Regions from separate parts of the Sus scrofa genome. Here region 2 is linked to region 1. Evidence: chromatin contacts called from public Hi-C data. All regions are on one chromosome and are shown on one strand. Each heading gives the region's core, a stretch centred on a gene start, on an enhancer-like site or on the middle of the called end of the contact. The rest is flanking DNA. Distances are from core to core; before and after follow the strand shown.

Evidence for each region. A called contact is a pair of places that touch in the nucleus more often than the background predicts.
Region 2: a Hi-C map of epiblast stem cells shows a contact between it and region 1, with 2.4 times the contacts expected there. The contact joins the promoter of AOC2 here to the promoter of TMEM106A in region 1. A contact is called at or near these places in 1 of 5 promoter capture datasets (fetal liver), 1 of 47 Hi-C or Micro-C datasets (epiblast stem cells) and 1 of 2 datasets of contacts at active chromatin or transcription factors (alveolar macrophages).

Annotation. Positions count from the first base shown.
Region 1 is chr12:19,751,020-19,758,372 of Sscrofa11.1, forward strand. TMEM106A (transmembrane protein 106A) reads right to left here and starts at 4,503. Exons shown (of 9, transcript NM_001244554.1): 1 at 4,454-4,503; 2 at 4,028-4,157; 3 at 2,449-2,675; 4 at 1,855-1,918; 5 at 1-70. The coding sequence starts at 2,656. NBR1 (next to BRCA1 gene 1 protein) reads right to left here. Exons shown (of 21, transcript XM_005656955.3): 21 at 4,714-6,503. The coding sequence ends at 6,330.
Region 2 is chr12:20,024,028-20,031,380 of Sscrofa11.1, forward strand. It overlaps AOC2 (retina-specific copper amine oxidase), which reads right to left and starts at 3,940. Exons shown (of 4, transcript XM_003131393.4): 1 at 1,637-3,940. The coding sequence starts at 3,221. It overlaps PSME3 (proteasome activator subunit 3), which reads right to left. Exons shown (of 11, transcript NM_214348.1): 8 at 7,261-7,328; 9 at 7,107-7,161; 10 at 6,901-6,987; 11 at 6,170-6,302. The coding sequence ends at 6,222.

The DNA of each region.
Region 1 (7,353 bases), core at 3,253-5,752:
AAACAGGAAAAAGGCGATGAGGGAGGAGGTCACCAGGCAGATGAATACTGCCAGGAACACGGAGAGCTTCCTGTGGGAAAGCAGGATCCGGGGGAGGGGGGGAGAAGTCTGGTCACCAAGGAAACTTGGGCTGGGGGCCTTCAGACACGCTTTTCTCTTTCTTGAGAGAAGAGTCTTGTCCAAGGATGTCCCCCTCACAACTGCGTCCTCAGCTCCCCAGATGTGGAGGACCAGCCTAGGCTCAGATGTGGCCAAGAGTGGGTAGAAGCACACGACTGAGAGGCCAGCAGCCTGGCTTCCAGGCCCAGCTCTAGGTACCCACTTAGCCCAGTAACCGTGAAGAGCCTACTGGACCTCCCTAAGCCTCAGTTTCCTTGTCTATAAAGTGGAGACAACTGTACCTACCTCATACAATCTCTTATAGGCTGATGCATGAAAAGGCACTAATCTCTGGTCCTGGAACACAGCAAAGGCTCAGCCAATGCTAGCTATTATCAGTGGAAGAAGTCCACAGGAATTTTGAGAGTTCTGAATTTTATTTTTGCTTTTTAGGGCCGTGCCTGCAACATATGGAGGTTCCCAGGCTAGGGGTCGAATCGGAGCCACAGCTGCCAGCTTACACCACAGGCCACAGCAACGCAGGATCTGAGCTATGTCTGCGACCTACACCACAGCTCATGGCAATGCCAGATCCTTAATCCACTGAGCGAGGCCAGGGATGGAACCCACGACTTCATGTTTCCTAGTCGGATTTGTTTCCACTGTGCCATGACAGGAACTCCTGTGTCGGGTTCCTAACCTGCTAAGCCACAGCAGGAACTCCTGATCATCTAATTCAAAATTGAGGGAGTTCCAGCTGTAGCTCCTATTTGACTCCTAACCTGAGAACTTCATATGATGCAGGTGTGGCCCTAAAACAAAAACAAAAACAATTGAGATTTGTATTAAGGAGAGAGCACCTTGTTAGCATCTTATAAGGGGCACTGCCAGATTCAGATTCTGGTGCAGTGGTGGGGGAAGGATGGGTGGTGGCTCCCAGACAGAAGCTGAGGACCCTGGGAGGAAGTTTCAGGGATCCACGTCAAAAGACCCAGATGACAAATGAGGTCATGGGCCCCCAGTGACACTCAGGGCTGCTTCTGAAATTCTGAAGTGTCCCAGAACAGGGAAGAGAACAAGCAGGTCTGAATTGCCATTGCAAAGGAAGTTCCTAGGAAAAATCGCTTCCTCAAACCCACTGTAGCCAGAGCCACTCCATTTGTCCTGGAAGGACTTGCAGAGCCAAGAGGTCCCCTCTGTCTTCAAAAGGGAGCCATGCTTCTTGGAAGCAGTGAGGCTCAGGGAAAGGATACCAAGTGGCTCAGGTGGCATCTACTATGCCCAGGCTTCTAAAACTAGGAAAATCCTTGGAAACAGGGAGTTAAGACACCTGAGTTTAGTGAGATTCAGGATTTCTTTTTTTTCTTTTTTTTTTTCCCGGTATTTCTGCCTTTCCTAGGGCCGATTCCCATGGCATTTGGAGGTTCGCAGGCTAGGGGTCTAATCAGAGCTATAGCCACCGGCCTATGCCAGAGCCACAGCAACAGGGGAGCTGAGCCACGTCTGCAACCTACACCACAGCTCAAGGCAACGCTGGATTCTTGACCCACTGAGAGAGGCCAGGGATTGAACTTGCAACCTCATGGTTCCTAGTTGGATTCATTAACCACTGTGCCGTGATGGGAACTCCGGCTCAGGATTTCTCGAGGGGAGCCAATGGAGAAAAATTGTGGGGATGGGGGAGAATGGGGGAGCCAAAAAGGAGTAGCCCCCAGGGGCAATGTGTGCGGAGCTGGGGCAGAAGGAGGGGCTTACGTGTGCCTGGGCTTCAGCCTCTGGTCCCCATAGGGGATGAGGGCCACCAGCTGCTTCTCTAGCTCTGTAGAGAGAAAGAGGGTGAGAGGAAGGGCCATGAAGTTTTCATGACAAATGTTTCTTGTGCCAGCCTACCAGAAGCAACCCTCCACCCCAGAGAGCAGGGTGAGAAGCATGTCGCCTCTGCCTCAGGGCAGGACTGGGGGCACTGGTCTGCTGGCAGCTCAGCTTTGCTACCTCTAGAATGGAGGTGAGATTTTCATTAACAGGTGGGAAGAATTTCTGCAAGTCACTACAAATCAAAGAAGCCCTGTTTCTTTGGCGAGATCATTTGTAACTTCCTGAATCCTAAGGCAGTGTTGCTAAAGGACCAGAGAGGCTGGAAACTGACTGGGATTGGGCCAAGGTTGGGGCGGGGGCCCTCAGCAAGTCCAGGAAGGGTTGGCAACTTCCTGGCTAGCCTGAAACTGGGGGACTAGAAGCCAAGAGACCCAACCCTATTAAAGGAGACTCAGAGGAGCCTGGCTCTAGTCAGCTGGCTGCGAAGCGCTTTTCCTGGATCCCAGGCTACTTTCAGAGCTTTGGGCCACTCACCTCGAGGGATCTCCCCACTGCCCTGGCATGTGGGACAAATAACAAAGCTGGCACCAGTGGCCCTTTCACAAGGCACACAGGAACAAAAAACCTTGCTGCTGTTGGTGCTGGAGTAGCTGGCCGACTTCCTGCCGATGGTTGGGTCAGGGGGCAAGATGGACTTGTTCTCATCCTTCTGAGAGCCCAGCTGGGAGAATGTCTCGCCCATTGTTCAGAGGGATTCCTCACTGATGAGAAAAGAACAACGACGTTCAGTTAGCACTGATGTCGGTGTGACTCTGGTATTAGGTTCTTGAGATTGGCAAGGAGCCCCATGGCAATTTCAGCAAACTCAAGCCTAAGGGAGCGAGGGTATAGAGAACCGAGCAGTAAGCACGGCTCTTGGATCAGGAATCTCAATGCACTGCAACTCCTTTCTTTTTTCTTTTTTTCTTTTTTGTCTTTTTGCCATTTCTTGGGCCGCTCCCGCGGCATATGGAGGTTCCCAGGCTAGGGGTCGAATCGGAACTGTAGCCACCAGCCTATGGCAGAGCCACAGCAATGCGGGATCTGAGCCGCGTCTGCAACCTACACCACAGTTCAAGGCAACGCCAGATCCTTAACCCACTGAGCAAGGCCAGGGATGGAACCCACAACCTCATGGTTCTTAGTTGGATTTGTTAACCACTGAGCCACGATGGGAATTCCCACTCCTTTCATTTTTGTAGGAGAATTCAATCTGCCTACAAAAGAGGGAAAAGCAGAGCAGAAGTTATTTCACTTTAAGGGACTTTCATAAGTGAAAGGCAAAGTGCTTATTTTGTTCTGGGAAAGTTGCTGAGCTGTCATTAACTTCAAGGGAAGGAAGTTAGGGCTGGGGGGCAGCAGCCAGGACAGTCCCTCCATCCCCTGTGACAAGATGACTTTGAAGAGGTCTCTAGAGCACCTGGGCAGAAATGCCTGATGTTTCCTAGGCTGGGTTTGAAAGAAAAGCTTCCTTCCATTCCCGAGCCTGGGCAGGCGCTGGCTTAATAGGAAGGTGGGGATTCTTTGAAATAAGAGAAACGGGGCTAGACTGGTCACAGGTGTAGATGAAAACCCTAAAATGGTCCTGAGGAGTTCCTGTCGTGGCACAGTGGTTAACAAATCCGACTAGGAACCATGAGGTTGCGGGTTCGGTCCCTGCCCTTGCTCAGTGGGTTAACGATCCGGCGTTGCCTTGAGCTGTGGTGTAGGTCCCAGACGCGGCTCGGATCCCGCGTTGCTGTGGCTCTGGCGTAGGCCAGTGGCTACAGCTCCGATTCAGCCCCTAGCCTGGGAACCTCCATATGCCGCGGGAGTGGCCCAAGAAATAGCAAAAAGACAAAAAAAAAAAAAAAAAAAAAAAAGGTCCTGGGAGGGAGCATAAACCTCTTCCACTTTATTTTCTGAGGTGGGGTGGGACAGATTGTAGGAAAGTGGGTGATAGTGATGTCAGGGTCAGTCCTTCACTAGGAAGGGTCAAGACTAAAACCAGATTCTTCCCAAAAGACTGGTAGCAGATGAGTGAGCAAGCTGAGCAGCACTCAGACTTTCCAGGCTAAAAGAAATGGTGCCTCACCTGGTTTAGGTCAGAGATCCCCGGCTCATCTCAGCTGCAAGAGAGTGAGACTTCTGCAGTGCCTCTTTGGGGAGGAGGGCCTGTAGGATAGGGTGGCTCCAGGGGCCACTGGCCTCCTTCCAGCAGAGTCCTGGGGGAGCAAATGAGCGGCACTGGAGGAGGTGGAGAGCAGCGACCCTGGCCTTCTCAGGGGGTCCAGCTGCTTCACGCCCTACTCTGGGGCTCCGTCATGGGCCGGGCGATGGGAGAGGGCTGAGACTGGGACTTCGGAGGAGGATTTAAAGTCCCACCCACCCTCTGAGAGGCCGTTAGTAGAGCCTGGTACCCGCGTGTGCCTGTGTGCTGGGCTAGGAGGAGGTACACAAGGGGCCTGGCCCGTTGCCTCCCGAAGGGAGAGAAGGGAAGGAGGGTCCCGGAATGCCTTACCCCCGTGCGACGGCAGTGACACAAACGGCTGCAAAGTGGAATCGAAAGTGCGGGAACCGGGGGCTGGCCGCAAGCTTTGACTCGCAAAACCTTGAGAAGCTCCGCCCCCGCTCCTCCGAGCCGCCCCCCCTCCCTCCCCGGGCCCTCCCCCTCCCTTCCAGGGCCTCTCCTCTCCCAACACAGCCGCCAGAGAATTTCTCAGCTCTTCAAAGGCTAAGCGAGGTCCCGGTTGCTGCTTCCGCAAGGACCAGCCAGTCCAGGAAAGAGTTTCAAAGAACCTTTATTTCACCATTCTTTAACCAGTTATGCACAAATACAATGAGACAGACGACTGGACCCCAGGGCCGTCACGGACCCCTACAGTACGACTCAGATGGTCAAGACAGGTCCCATCCCAAATTAACCCTCCCGCTTCACACCCTGCCGCTCTGCCTCGACCCAGAAGCCGTAAACGGTTTAAATAATAAACAGCCTGGTTGGCTTGCAGTCTGAATCCTGACTGACTTAATAGCATTCAAGCCTTATACTGTAAATAAACATTATGGCTAATGATTAACTTAAACCACCATTCATTATAATACCAACCAGGTTAAATAATACTATTTTTTTTTTTAAACTATCCTCCTCCCTTCCGCTGGGGGTCAGGTTCTTCTTTTTCTGCAAGTAACTTTAATGAATAAAATATTTAGTGTATTTTACCGCTTTACCAACTGTACCCAAGGCCCTCTTCTGCAAACAGAGTGAGGATCTGGACCCCTTTTAGTAAACAAGCTCCTTCCCACTCACTTACCCTGGGATTAAGCCAAAACTTTTTTAGCAAGCTCACCCCCATCCAAGTTTTGTGAAACACCAGCCTCTTTTTCCTCTTCTAGGCACTCTGGGGCTAGATAACTTTGAGCAGATTTCAAACATTCAAGAAGCCATCAGGACTTCCTAGGCCTCACACATACTCATTTGCCTGCCCCTGAACTTTACTGAGAATCACACAGGAGCCTGCCTTTCACGTCTCATGTATCTATCACCCCCACCCGCCCCTACTGTAAATAAGACCTGCCCCCTGACATAAAAGGTAACTGTTAAATTTACTCTTCCTTTTAATAGAGGAGTTTTTTTTTATAGGATTAGCAAAATATTTCACACTACCTAATTTTTTTTCCCTTAAATAAAATAAAATGTATGCAAAATTACTACAATAGACACTGCTCAACAGGTGCTGGTGGGTTAATTAGCATACTCCTCCCTCCTGTCACTGAAGAGACCCAGAAGGTGGATATTCTTAAATGCCATCAGTGGGGTCTTTAAAAAACAACAGTGCCAGTTACTAAGGCTTTCAGGGAAATGACTTTCTCCTTGAGAAGGGAAGAGTAACAAAATTCCTATCACACTCTGGGTGTCATTTTAATACCACCTAGCTATGAGGCTTGGGATAGGTTTGAGAGATTATGAGAATAATTCTTGAAAACGACTTCCAAGGTTAATTTCTTTTAAAAACTGACAACAGATATCCTCATAAAAACATCCACCTTAAGCAAAGAAAAATACTCAACTTCAATACAAGCAGAAAGAAAAATGGTTCTATAGGAAGTTTAAGTTATACTCTTCAGTGTGCTAAAACGGAGAAAGGAGTTTTATCCAAATCAACTGAAAAACGCTCTTCATACAATTCATCCAATGTCTAAAGTGAAACTTTAAGTTCTGGTCTTTGATTTGCTCCAAAAAAATACTGCAGTGCAGGTTTTGTCTTGATAGTTCAATGATGGGCTCTATGTAGATTCATTAGATTAAAAATAAGCAAGGGCCTCTCCCCTACACCCCAACAACAGAATAAAGATCATCTCTGAGCAGCAGGCAAAGTAATTTAATACAAGGTCACTCCTCAGTAGCGGTGGCTGTACCAGTCGTTGTTGTTGACCTGAAGGAGTTCTGTCACAACCTGTAGGATGTTGTAGTTGTGTTTCTTCAGCAGCCTTAGGTTCAGCTGCCTGTCACAGAATCCCATTTCAAAGAGATGGGCCATCAGGGCTGCTGTCTGATCTTCAGAAACTATTGGCTGTGTAGAGTCAAGAAAAGCAGAACAACATTTTCTGTATAATTTGCGTTTATCTTATAAATTCTTATTATCTTAAGTCACACTGATCTTTCCAGAGGTGTTCAAAATACTAGGTAATTAGGTACAAGGCTATGGCACTTCTGTTCACCCGATGATAATGGGATTTCCGAGGGGATGGGAAGAACTGGGAAGTACCCAAAGTACCCCAAACTAGGTGACTAATGAACTGCCCTTTGAATGAGGCCAGATAAAGGGAAAGATGCAAACAAACTCTGGAAAAACCTGTGAAGAAAAAGGTAATCATCATGATGGGGCAAGCAGAAGCAAGAGAAGAGACTGATCCTGGAAGAAAAGGATGGGCAATTTAGTCAGATATGCAGAGGAGCTGGACAAAAAACTGTGGGAAACTATATCCTGGGCACCTTCTTGGCTTTTTTTTTTTTTTTTCTTTTAAATAATAGAATATTTATTTACCTCCTTCTTTGGGCCAAGCCCTGTGGTGAACACATAGTCTCCTTTAATCCTCCTAACACTTAAAACACCCTCTTACCATTTACTTACCAACTGTGTTGAGCACCAATTTTCTTAATGAAAATGAAGACACAGAATACTTAATTTTGCAGGGTTGTTGAGCCCATGAAGAAGAGAAAGTATGCCAATGTGTTGAGCACCGCCTCTGGTACTGCCCTCTTCCACTGTTCCCTTCTTCCCTCTTACTTCAGAATAAATTATCCATCTTCCTTTCCAAGTTAATCCTTCCACATGCACTTTCTTTTTTGTCTTTTTAGGGCCGCACCCACGACATATGGAAGTTCCCAGGCTAGGGGTCAAATCAGAGCTGTAGCTGCTG
Region 2 (7,353 bases), core at 2,690-5,189, 270 kb after region 1:
TGGTTTACGCAACAGACCTTGGACCAATTTTTTGCTTCTCTCTGATCCTCATTTCGCCAGTCTCCACACTGTGCGTAATGAAAGCTGTTCTATGACTGAGCTCTATAAATGGAAAAGCACATACAGGTGCCTAGTAACATTCTCCCAACTATGAAAGGGATATTTGTCTTGGAGAAGCTGGCTGGAAAAACCCAATCCCCTTCCATGGTGCCCTGCATACTCTTCCTAGCTCTGAGACCTTGCTTTGTTTCTCATTAAGGCAGGGACCACTTTCAGTCTTTTTTTTTTTTTGAACAAGCAAGTACATTTATATCTTTAAAATATCTGGGAGATCCCTGAAACATTTATACTTTTTCTACAGGCTCAGACTGTTATTTTCTTTAAACTTGACTCATGTGAAGGTGCTGGCACAGGGAGGGGCTCTGCAGAAGCCAGTGCCCCTGCAGGTTGTCCTCTGTGCATGGAGTGGGGGTGGGGGAGCCCTGACACAGCCTCTCTGGCCCACAGCGGCAGCCTGGGCCACAAAGTCTAAGGATCCAATAAATGTTACTTGATGTTACATCTTGTCCCAGGACGTCTTTAATGCTAAAATGCTGGAAAAAAGCTTCAAGTCGGAAAATATATTCCAAATGTATCAAATAATCATCTAATTTAACATGCATGATTGCAAGCAGCATTTCAATCATGCTATTTTCTTAGCTCTCTCTTCCCTCCACCCTCATACCTCACACACAGGCGCACAGACACCAACTTCATACTCATATGAACATGTTTCACAAGAAATATACTGAGTTACAGTGCATTGTATTTAGGCAGCCACTTCCTGACTTGCCTCACACCCCCCCCTCCCCCGCCGCCTCCATCCTTAGTTTCCACTACTGAAAAATGGAGAGGGTCTGGCGGAGTCCCAATTATCGTTCTGGGTCTAACAGACTGAGTTGATAAGTTAATCATTTTCCATCCCGGACAAAAACCTGCCAGGAAGAGAAAACCCCCTCTGCGCTTTGAGCCCTACTTAAGCAATCCCTTGCTACACTTGCAGCAAGCCTATTGCATGCCTGCCCTGTCACCAGAGAGCCCACTGTCATGACATGTGCAGACAGGAATGAGCTGGCTTCCCCGGAGGATGGGGCCCCTATCCTGTGTCCCCAGTGGTCTGAGATCCTATAGAGCAGCCTCCAGCTAGGACCTCCTTTTCTCAGGTGCCAGGACCACCTCCACGCCGAAAACCTCTTTAGACAGACTGTGTCCTATCTTTGTCTCAGGCCCCCGCTTTTCCCACTTCCGGTGACTCTCAGAATTAGGAAGAACTCAGAGCCCCAACCCCAGCCTCAGACAGGGCAAGTTCACCACCCACAGACGGGCTAAGGAGGCTGGCTAGCCCAGCGCAGCCGCTGCATTTAGTCCCACAATCACAGCAGGTCGGAGCGGCTGGGCAGGGGAAGCCTCTCTAACTTTTGTCAAATAACCGTAAGCCCAGTACCTCAGGCTCATTTCATTCCAATCAGTCCCTGCTTTTGCCGCAACTGCAGTGCTGAAATGCCGCCCTCTTGCCACTTTGAGCTTCACGTGGCGGGGGGGCCTCCCTTCCCTCTGGCCCACCGCTGTTCCCAAGTCTCATCCCCTGGGTACTCACCTGCCACATCCAGGTCCAGCTTGAAGTGGAAGGCGTGTGTGTGCACCGCCCCCAGCACTCGCTCCCCTACTCGGTTCCCAAAGAGGAGGCTCTCCTCTCCGCTAAGGAAAGCTGTGTTGATGTAGCCCGTGGCACGGACCCGCCCTTCAAGTGCCCCGTTTGGGTGCAATACAAAGTCCCAAATGTAGTCATAGTTGCCTACGGAGGATACAGACCTGACTACAAGGGCTGAGCCAGCCAAACCACCATAGAAATGACTCTGAAGGTGATTGTGGTGCCTTCGGAGGGGTACCCCCTGGGCCTCCTCGAATACACACACAGCCCCTGGGAGCAGCTGGACTGCCCCTCTGCCCACTAACACGTGGATGTCCACCATGGTAGACTGATAGGGGCAGTCCACTCCCCGCACCAAGCCCCGGCTGTGACGGCCAAGTCCATAGCTGCTATCCAGGTATCGGGTCATCATTGTCTTGGGTGAATCGGCACCATAGATGGATACACATTCCTGGACACTAACTTCATAGGCCACTCGCTCGCCCTTGAACCGAACATCAAAAATCCTCAGGCCACTGAACACCCCATGGCCAAATGTAAATGTCCAGAGGGAGGATGCCACCAGGTGCCCTTGTACACTGTACCGGGAGCCTTGGGGTGAGAACTGAAGAGGGGGAAGAGGCCCGGGGGAGATCCGGGACCGCAGGGATGAGGCCCCATCTGGCAGGGGTAGAGGAACTCTAACCACCTCCAGCCGGCCAGCCTTAAACTCCCATTCCAACTGGCCCAAGTCGGCATAGTAGCGCCCAAGGTAGAAGACCTGCCGGACAGCCCAGCGGACAGGGTCCAGAGCCCTGTGGTCCAGCAGGAGCTCCAGCCCCACAGGATGAAGAAAAATCCCAACACCTGAGATGTTATGGTAGAGGGCCATCCAGGTAGCACGGTCCCCTGAGCGTAAGCCACGAGGGGTGGCATGCAGAGCTGCCAAATTGGAGCCATTGTAGCTGCAGACAGAAGCCAGGAAGACTGGTGCCTTGGGGAGCTCCACCTCTTTCAAATGCTTCCACATCTGGGCGGACTCATTTCCCAGCACGGGGCGTCGGTGGTAGGGCAGGGGGCCTCCGTGACGCTCCACAGTCACATCCCGCACGTAGGAGGGCTGGGGCAGCGGCCCCACCACCAGCTCGGTCACATTGGGCTGGGGTTGTCCGCCAAAGAAGATGATGGCCAGGGCCTCCCGGGCAGGCGGGGGACTCCCCCTGTCCAGGTGGGCCAGGGCTGCCGCCTTGGGGGGCAGCTGCAGCTCCACTGAGAAGATGCAGTTGTCTGCGGGTCGGGCCTGGGCGGCCTCCCCCAGGCCTGGCCCCAGTTTCTGGGTCAGAAAGTTCATCACAGCCGTCAGCTCTTCTCGGCTCAGGTCTGCAAACAGCTGGCTCTGGCCAGGGTGTGTCCAGGGCTGGGCACTGTGGGATACAGAGGGGCAGTGGGGAGGCTGGCTGGAGCCACCTTGGCTGGTCAGCAAGACATAGGCCAGAGCAAAGATGGTAATGAGGGACAGTGCCAGCAACACGAGGACTACCTTGAGGTTCATGGTGAAAGCTGAGAGCTGAAATGAGAGGCCTACCAGCAGCTCCTTCCAGTTACTGACATCAAATCCCAGTTTATATGCAGTGGGATGGAGAGGAATAGAGAAAACTCCGCCCTGTGGGTTGGACAGGAAAATTCTGACCTTGATTTATATCATTCTGCTCCAATTTTCTGTTCTGTGGTTTGGCTCAAGGTATTCCTTCCACGTGCACAGCCTCTCTCCTCCCCCTGAACTCCTCCCAGCAGCATGGTCAGTACCCATCACTATTATTTAGACCAGATTAGAGGGCATTTGTATATACGCTAAACTCTACTTTCCACCCTGAATGGGTCTGAGGAAGAATGCAAATCTCAGGTGCCCAGTCAAGTCCTGGGTGCTACATGCAGACACTCTGTCCATTTTCCTACCTCCTGGCAGGCACTACCCCCAACATTTCCAGGATCCACTGCCCAGTTCAGCGGTAAGCACTGTGTTCTGCCAGCTGCCTAAGGCCAAGCCCTTGATTTGTAGTCTCAGACCACTTGCATGTAGTTGGTGGGAAAGGAGCAGCGAAGGCCTAGGCGCAGCAGTCAGACCTGTACACCAATCGTGGGTTCCTAAGCTGTGTGATCTCAAGGGCATTACTTATCATGAATCTCAGTGTCCTCACCTATAAAGAAGGGATAAAACTTCCCCAGAGATTCATGAAAAGTAAATGTGATCATGCCCAGAATGCTTAGCGCCTGCCACAGGGGAGGTTCAAAAATTGTCAGCGATCTCTGAAACAGAACAGAGCAGATGAACCTCCATTGTTCAAGACCCTAAATCTTTTTCTGCAGAGACAATGGGTACCAGATCATCGGATATGAGAACGCTACTTTGCAAGGTGGAAGTTGAAGAAACTTTATTTCAGAGGGAGCTAGGGTCCTAGACAGCCCTCCAAGTCATTTGAAAACCAAAACCAGGGGTCCCTGGCATCACCTCAAGAAACTTAAGACATTATTCGAAGGGAAGTATTAGTATAAAGTAAAGGAAATGACCGAGTAGGTTGTGCCTTGAACCGGGTGATTCCCCACGCACGGATCTAGAGCAGCCTCTACTGGCAGTTCATGGGTATCGCTGGAGAAGGAAGGAAGGAGCTGGGGTCTTGTGAGGGTAGAAGGCAGCTTAGGTCTGGGAAGAGCTAACTTTCATGTGATTCAGCCTGAACACAAATGAAGGACCCACCCTTGCCTCTTGGGAGGCAGAAGCCTCCATCTTTCCATTATTCCCAAGAAAAGAGGCAGCTCAAATGGTATAAAGACACCCCATAGGGCGGCTGGAGGTATACACATGGAGGTGAGTATCCCAATGTGCACAGAGTACGGGTGTGTCCCTGGCCACCAGAGCATCGCATCAGGGTCTGCGGCTTTAGAAAGAGGTCAAAGTACCTGTATTTTTAATAATTTCTTGACATGGTAAAAGAATTTTACATTACGATCCAAGGGTGGTAAGGTGGGGAGCAGGGGCACTAGAACAATCCAACAAACAAAAAGGGAAACTGAGAAACACATGTTGGGAGGAAGGGAGGGTTTTCGTTGAAAGGGGTCTGAGGGTGGGTAGGAGCACTGCCCAACTAAAATGCAATTGGTTTGTTACTGAGTACTATTCACGGGAAGACCACACCCGAACTCCTTCTCTACAGCGCACTGGGAGTAAAGATGATGCATCCAGGTGGAAATATGATTGGAGGTTGGAAGACAGAGACAAGACAAAGAATAAAAGTCAGAATTAGACACCGAGAGAGTCACCGACAGACTCTCTCTCCAGTGGTGAGAATAAAAAAGTGGGGGTTGATGAGGGTCAACACAAAAGCTGTAACAAGTGATATCTCCAGACGATTCGAGAGATAAGAGGCAACTCTTCTATGGTTTTGACTTGCCCAACAGATGTCCACATACACACAACGTGTACATGCCTACGTGTGCATGCACACACATACACATACAAGTGACTGCTTTCCCTGGAAGCACAACACTATAAATAAGAGAAACATTTTTCCCAACGGGAAAGCCCAGTAGGAGCAGCAGCTTCTGGTCACCCCCACACCAATTTCAACTCGTCCAAAAGGACCCGAGTCACAGAGGAAGGGGCCTTCCCCACTCCCTCTGCTTCTCATCTCTCAGCTGTCTTCCAACCCACCAGCCTCAAGCACCAAGAGGCTAATGTCAGGAGACAATGGGTCCCAGCAGATAAGGACTTAAACAACTATCACCTTCTGAACGGTGTATGTGTGTGTGAGACACAGACAGACTGACAGACAAGGTCTGTGGGTGGGGCAGAGTGGGGGAGGCATCAAGTAACAGAGTCGGAGGGCGCGCATGTACGTGTGTGTGTGTGTGAGATGCACATCTGTGTATGTGAAAATCCTACTTATAAAAATATCTGAAGGAGCTAGGGACTTGGCAGAAGGTCTAAGGTGTTTCTTGTCGTGATCAGGTTCAAGGTGTCATGTATGTGGATGGGAAACCCTAAGTCATCACCAGGGCAACTGTGGCAGGGAGGATCCAATGTCCCACAGAGGCAAGAGATACTAACCTGCCATCAGGAAGAGAGAAGCTGGTTCCCCCATCCAGCCCCAGTTCCTACAAAATACCTAGCACTTTCCTTCAAGTTCCCTCAACTTCTAACCAACTGAACATCAAAGGGAAGAAAACATAAAGCCCAAGACACAGAAGGGAAGTGGGGAGAGAAAACACAAGTAAACTTGTGCCAACATCCTGCGCACACAAACCTGGAGTACTCCAGAAATTAGGACGGGGGTCTGGGGTATGAGGGAAGGAAATAGAAGAGTTCCTGAGGCCTGAAAAAAGAGGTAAACACGTCACAGAACTACATGAGAGTTTCATTAGACTCTAACTAAAAACAGAGAGAGGTGTGATTACTATTTCCAGCCAGTTTCCCCATCACGATAGTCATGTAACAAACCAAGGCAATGTCGGTCTTGAGCCAGACTCACAGAGTCCCCTGGCCCTGGCCCTGGCCTCAGTACAGTGTCTCTGCATTGCTGCTCCGGGGCCGTTTGATCTTCTCGATGTTTTTCAGGATCATGTCATGTAGAGTGACCTGGGAGAAGACGGATCAGGGAATCACACGTCTGTTCTACCCCCACCTGCCTAGGGAAACAAGACAAACCCCCAAAGCCCCCAGCAATCGTTCACATAGCCCTGATCTCACTCGCTTGAACCTGAATTCAGGGTAGCTGCCCTATGACCTCTCTTATTCCCCCAACTGGGCACACCTGGGTATCTCCAAGGCCCCAAGTGTCCAATAACTAACACTTACTAAGCATTTAACACACTAAGAATTGCACCGGGTTCTTTAATGTGTCAGAGATGAAGAAATTGAAGCTTGAGGTTAAACCTGCCCAAGGCCACACATTACAGGCAGAATTGGTTCCAAACCCAAGGCTGACTCTCACACCCCCAGCTTCACCCCTATACTGTACTGCATATCGTGCTCCCTCCCAGCCAGGTACAAAGAAAGGATACCCGGCTAGATACCGTCAGTGACCCCAGAGTTCTCAACACCCGGTTGATGGGAGGAATTTGTTCCACTCATTTTACCTCCATCTCTCATCTCAACCCCCAGAGAGTGGCAAGAAAACGATCACCAGAACCAAGAGAAGCCAGAGCACCTGTGGGCGGGGACCAAGGTTACTTACATACTGATTCCTTAGCTCTGATATGATGAGCCGAAGGCTGATATATTCTTTCTCATCAATCTCTGTCACGGTGCGCCGATAGTCCTCCTGACGAAGGGCAGAGAAAAGGCTAGTCCTCGAGGGCTGACTGTCCCACGCAGCTCTTCCCAGGAAGGCATGCCTCCCTGTCCTACCACTTCCACCCTCGGCCACAAACCCTTACTTACCACATGGGGGTATTTAGCTATTTTAGAAACCAATTTGGCTCTTGTAATATAATATCTGGAAGGAGAGAGAAGAGGAGAAAGCTGCAGGGGACCCCAGACAGCGCATGCCATCTCACCAGCCCTCAATTCCTGGGCCAAGTCCAAGCAGCCCTACCTAGAAATCTGGTCCAGATAAGAAGCTGCTTCACTCTCAACAGTTCTTAATTCTGCAACTGTCTCTTCCTGAAAAAAAAAAACAAAACAAAAA